Regions from separate parts of the Rattus norvegicus genome. Here region 1 is linked to region 2. Evidence: chromatin contacts called from public Hi-C data. All regions are on one chromosome and are shown on one strand. The core of a region is the stretch at or near the end of the contact, and the rest is flanking DNA. Distances in the headings are between cores, read along the strand shown.

Region 1 (2,700 bases), core at 32-2,531, 130 kb before region 2:
GAACAGTCAGTGCTCTAAACCACTGAGTCATCTCACCAGCTCCTCTTTGTGGTTAATCTAATGCTGCCAATCAAGAGTCTAAAGCATTCTAAATGTCAGACTTCTGACAGTAGAGAATTGAGTCAGCATCCCAGAAATACTGTTCCTTACCTGTACAGGCCAAATGTATAGGACGTTCCAAACGTTCCTGTGGAATAACCAATCCTGCTTTCCTGGCATATTCCAAAAACTCCTTTTCTGTTTTGTAGTTGGGTTCACGAGTCGGTGGTCTGAAACGGCTTTTGGATTTTACTGGAACTACAGCTGTGGACCGAGTCACCAGAATGGGCTGGAAGATAGAGAAATGAATGAATGAATGAATGGTTAGCATATTGGTGATCTGGAAAGAATAGACCTATCTTGAGCTAAGTGTATGCAAAGTCTTACAGAAATGACATACCCAAAGAATGCCTCTGAAGTTATGAAACAACTATTATGGAAAAGCAGTATTACTATTTAAATGCTAAGGATGGCTTTTACCACAAGCCAATTAATAACCTGTATTAACATCAGTCAACATTTACTAAAAACTTTTCTTTAATACATTCTGTAGTACTACTGTATGCAGAGAATGCAGAGATGATTAAAATAAAGTTCCTACCGTCAAAGAACGTTTAATTTAATAGTGAACCTTAGTTGTTAACCCAATTCTGAAAAGCGTGGAATGCTACTACTAAAGCATTAAGCAAAATCTCCCGGGCATTTCCTCCACACTTCTATCTGCTTTTTCAGAAGCAAATGGCTTCTAGCTCCTAACTGACTAATAAACTTTTAAGAAGCCAGGAGACCTTTTCCCTCCAGGATAAGACAAAACCCCTATCCTTTCCGAAAAACTTTGAAGAACGTAAAAGCGGGTCCATCTTCCAAGCCACTACTTTCCTTTTAACATCTTCTCGCCAGAGACTAGAATTAATGTGGAGAAGCTTAATGCTGAGAAACTTAAATCTCCCAAGGCCCAGTCTAGGCTGTATACTGAGACTTGAGGGTTGGGGTTCACATACACCTCAAATTCTTCCCCAAATGAAGTCTGACTCGTCCAAACTCAGCAACGGCCACAGGATGATTATTCCCCTCTACTCTATCCTCCTCTTTCTGTCCCTAAAATTTCATTTGCTTCATCCCTACCCACCTGCCGTGACCACCATCCCAAAGTCCTGGATAAGGAGGACAAGCCCCGAGGTATGGGGGCTGCCATTTTGCTCACGCAAAGGCCGCCGGGATGTCAGTCGAGCCGCAGATCACCCAGCCGGAGAAAAGGCGCATAGGGTGGAGCGAGCTCGAGAGTGGAATTTTCCAGGGCGCGCGCCCTCGGCCGAAAGGTGAGTCGCGCGCACGCTCTCATGGGGAGGGGCGCGCGCGCGCGCGCGCAATGGGTTCGCGCGTGCGCAATGAAACTACTTTGGAAGTAGGGTAAACCGCACGGCTGTCACGCGCCAGCTAGTTTCGGGTGGAGAGCCAGCTGCGCCTGCGCAGGAGGCTTTCTGTGGGACTCTGGGTGCTGCATTCCTGGTTACTTAGCACATTGTTACACCTTATTTACTTTCGTTCCGTAAAAAAAAAAAAAAAATGAAAAAGTGCTTCCCTCTGAAATCAGAGGCCTTTGAGATAAGTTGTTTTCTCTCACTATTTGGAATTCCCTGGAGGTATTTAGGGCGAAAATGATAGCTTCTGGGTGTGTATTTGACCTCAAAATGCAGTATATAACTACTTAAACCTCTAACCTAGTTTTCTACGTGAAAATTCTTTCTTACCGTTCCGTTATGGAAATTAACTGCTGTGGTTACTGAAAAGCAAAAGGCACGTGTGGGTTGACAGGAATCTGTCATTTCCCAAAACATATCATTTCATTTCCAAAAATACTACTTACCAAATTTGGTAATAACTGGTATTTCAAAACTTTGTTTACTAGGCACCTGGCAATTTAAGCATTTTACATATATCAACCTCATCCTCACCACAAGTAACAAATATTCCTGCTTTTACATATACGGTTGGGCCAAAGAGACTAAATATGTAATTCGAATTTAGACAACTCAAGCAGAACTGAGAGTCAGGTCTATGGAGTGTAACAACTCCCAAATGGCTTCACAGTCAGTGGTCAAAAGAATCCCAATGTGGATCCGATCGTCCTGGAGCCACACAGACTAGGTCACACTTCCTAACTCGTCTCTGCCTGACCTCTGCTCAGTTTATCAGCTACCACAAGCTAATTCCATATCAGACCAGAAGAAATGAGGGTACTCACTATGGTTTCGTTCACTCTGACAGGGATTTTAGGCCATCTCTGTTGCTTTTGACTAGCTGTTTGAGAATACTAGCTGTATTAGTCTTCTACCTCAGTAAATCCAAGGAGAATTGTCAGCTGTCTGCTAAGGATGTAAGAGCAACGGATGTGGGGGCTGGAGAGATGGCTCAGCGGTTAAGAGCACCCGACTGCTCTTCCAGAGGTCCTGAGTTCAATTCCCAGCAACCACATGATGGCTCACAACCATCTGTAAAGAGATCTGATGCCCTCTTCTGGTGTATCTGAAGACAGTGACAGTGTACTTATATATAATGAATGAATGAATGAATGAATGAATGAATGAATAAATAAATAAATAAATAAGAAAGTTAAGCTACTCCTTTAAAAAAAAAAAAAAAGACTTTGGAGGAACACAG
Region 2 (2,700 bases), core at 159-2,658:
TAAGATTAAGTAATAAAATCGACACGCTACCTGGACCCACATGCTCCTAAACCCCACGACTTGCAGCCCAGGCACACAAATGAGGGGAAGGGAATGTCAAACAACTATATGCACCAGGTTTTTATTTTGTCTTTTTAATTGAAAACAGTATCTCAAACTGTAGTTCAGGATTCGGGATACTGAGATGGCAGGTGTGTCGCCACACCTCGTCAACGCGCATGTTCTTTATATAATCTATACACATCTTGTAAGTTACGTCGGAACACCAAAGGTTTCTGGTTAACTGTTAAGTGGTCTAAGGACGCGGCTCCGCGAAACTTTGCTAACAGCACAGGGCCCTGCTAGGGGCTCCACGGGCAATTAGGCTCGCCTAAATCCAGCTCTGACCCAGTCTGTAATCCGCTGTGTGACCTTGGACACGCTCCATGCTCTCTCTGGGCTTCAGTTTCCAAATCCGCAGGTTGGAAAGTGAACCACGTGGTCCTCACGGTCCGGCTCAGCACAGTGGCGGGGAGCAAGGGACCTCGCCATTACAGCAGCTTCCTGTGGGCGCGGCGCAGGGCTTTAACGGTCCCCTCCCCGCCCCCTCTGAGGCCCGCGAAATCCTCATTTCTCCTACACCACAGCGAGTGACCGCTCTCCGTAAAGCGCAGTCCCAGCCACTCGCGCGCAGCTCCGCCCCACCCCGGAGGCGTCCCGTCGTGCTCTGCGCTAGACTCTTAAGAGCCCCGGGGCCTCCCGCCTTTACGCGCGGCGACCCCGAACTCCTCAGTTTTCCCGGCGCCCCGTCCTATCAACGTCCAGTATCCCAGCCAATCCGGCGCGCTAGGAGCCTTACCTTCCGCCCACCCTCCTCCCCGCGCACAGCCGGCCTGAGCCCGAAGGCCTTTACCCAGGCCAACCCAATCAGCGGCGCGCTCCTACCTACCCCACCCCAGGACCCCTCCCCTCGGCCAATAAGCACTCCCTATTCTGCTGCCCGCCCAGCCAACCGGGCCTTGAAGCACGTAGGCCAATGGGCGCGCGGCGGCTCTTCAACGCTAGGCTCCTGGCCAATCGGAGACTCCGCGTGGCTCCAGCAGTAGCCAATCGCTGTGCAGCGCGGTGCCGCCGCGGAGAGGTCCGGCAGGAATATCCCTCCGCCTCCCTCCCTCAATCTCTCTCCCTCCCTGCGATCCGCCTCTCACTTACAGCCGCCCTTCCTTTCTCCCTCCGCCGCCTGAGCACCAGCCGCGCTCTGAGCTGCCCCCGGGGTCCCTCCCCCGCCACCAGAGGAGCAGCTGCTGCCGCCTAGCACATTAGGAGGGCGGAAGGAAGGAGAGCAGGGAGGAAGGGGAGCCGGAGCGCCTGCCCAGAGGCGGCCGGTGAATGGGCTTGTGGTGACCCCCACCCCCCACCCCACCCTCCCTTCCCACCCGACCCCCAACCCCCATCCCCAGTTGGAGCCGCCGCCCGAGAGGCCGGGCCGTCGTCTTGGGAGGAGTCCCCGCCGCCGTCACCTCCGCCATGGAGCTCATAACCATCCTCGAGAAGACCGTGTCTCCGGGTAGGACTCGGGGCCGGGGGTCGGGCTGAGGTGACTGGGGTGGGGGAGGGGGTGGCCCCTCTGACCCCGCTGCCTCTCCCCCATTTCTCCTGGCAGATCGGCTGGAGCTGGAAGCGGCGCAGAAGTTCCTTGAGCGTGCGGCTGTGGAGAATCTGGTGCGTGCTTCCCCGCCGCGCCCCATCCCGCCGCGTCCCCATCCCTGCGTGCGGGCCTTCCCGCCCTCCTGGAGGCCCAGGCCTGAGGAACCCACCCCGCCCCATCTCGTCCCCCTTCCCCCCCGCCCGGCCCAACCTAACCCCGCCATCGGGAAGCCGGTGGGTGTGTCCCGCCCCGGGCCCTGCGTCTAGCCAATGGCGAGACGCGCCGGGGTGATCGCTGTCCAATCGTCACGCGACCTGAGGGCGGCGGTGCAGCGGGAGGGAGAAAGAGGGAGGGAAGGGAAGTTAGGTTGCATGGCGCTGCGTGTTCAGCAAGGGTGGGGGTTGGGGAGCCGGGCCTAGGGGCCATGTGGAAGCTCTGCGCCCTGCCGCCTGTCTTGTACTGGCTGCGGCCGGCTTCTCCTTCCTGTCCCATGGCTCTGTTGCTGTCTGCAACTACTTCCTAGAGCCCTATCCTTTCCTAGCTCCCTTGGTCTGTGCTCATGGCCACGCCTGGCACCCGACCACCTCTGAACCCATTGCCTCAGTTTTTTCCCTTTCTTGCCCTATTATCCCATTCCTGGCCTCAGTGTGCACGTGTGTTCTGTGTGAACTTGGATTATTCAGAGACCTCATCTATAGGGATCTCAGATTGAGTCTTATTTCTGAGATTGAGCCTATTCCCTGATGAAATCAGTGGATGAAATATAAAACCCTGATTTTATAATTTTGGATTTAAGAAGTACATTTTAAAAAAAGACTGACCTTTGTATAGGAAAATATACGATTATTGAAGCAATCTATTGCCAGAATGTTTCTCCCTTCCTTTGGGGGGAAGGGGAAGTGGGGGAGGGGAAAGGAGGGAAGGGTGGGTGGTATTAAAAGTCTCTTTAAGGTAGTAAGTTTTAAAAAGTCAAAAGGACATTGTAACCAAATGTAGTCCTTTGTGATGCTTGGCAAAATAGTAACATGCATAAAGCCACAAATCCTATTTTATTATGTACGGACCACTTTTCT

Evidence for each region. A called contact is a pair of places that touch in the nucleus more often than the background predicts.
Region 1: a Hi-C map of Schwann cells shows a contact between it and region 2, with 2.6 times the contacts expected there. The contact joins the promoter of Mrpl45 here to the promoter of Kpnb1 in region 2. A contact is called at or near these places in 9 of 12 Hi-C or Micro-C datasets (the A7r5 cell line, the Rat2 cell line, Schwann cells and 6 more) and 1 of 1 datasets of contacts at active chromatin or transcription factors (oligodendrocytes).

Annotation. Positions count from the first base shown.
Region 1 is chr10:82,803,620-82,806,319 of GRCr8, reverse strand. Mrpl45 (mitochondrial ribosomal protein L45) reads right to left here and starts at 1,281. Exons shown (of 8, transcript NM_001105834.1): 1 at 1,169-1,281; 2 at 151-328. The coding sequence starts at 1,234.
Region 2 is chr10:82,669,564-82,672,263 of GRCr8, reverse strand. It overlaps Kpnb1 (karyopherin subunit beta 1), which reads left to right and starts at 1,408. Exons shown (of 22, transcript NM_017063.2): 1 at 1,408-1,546; 2 at 1,643-1,701. The coding sequence starts at 1,507.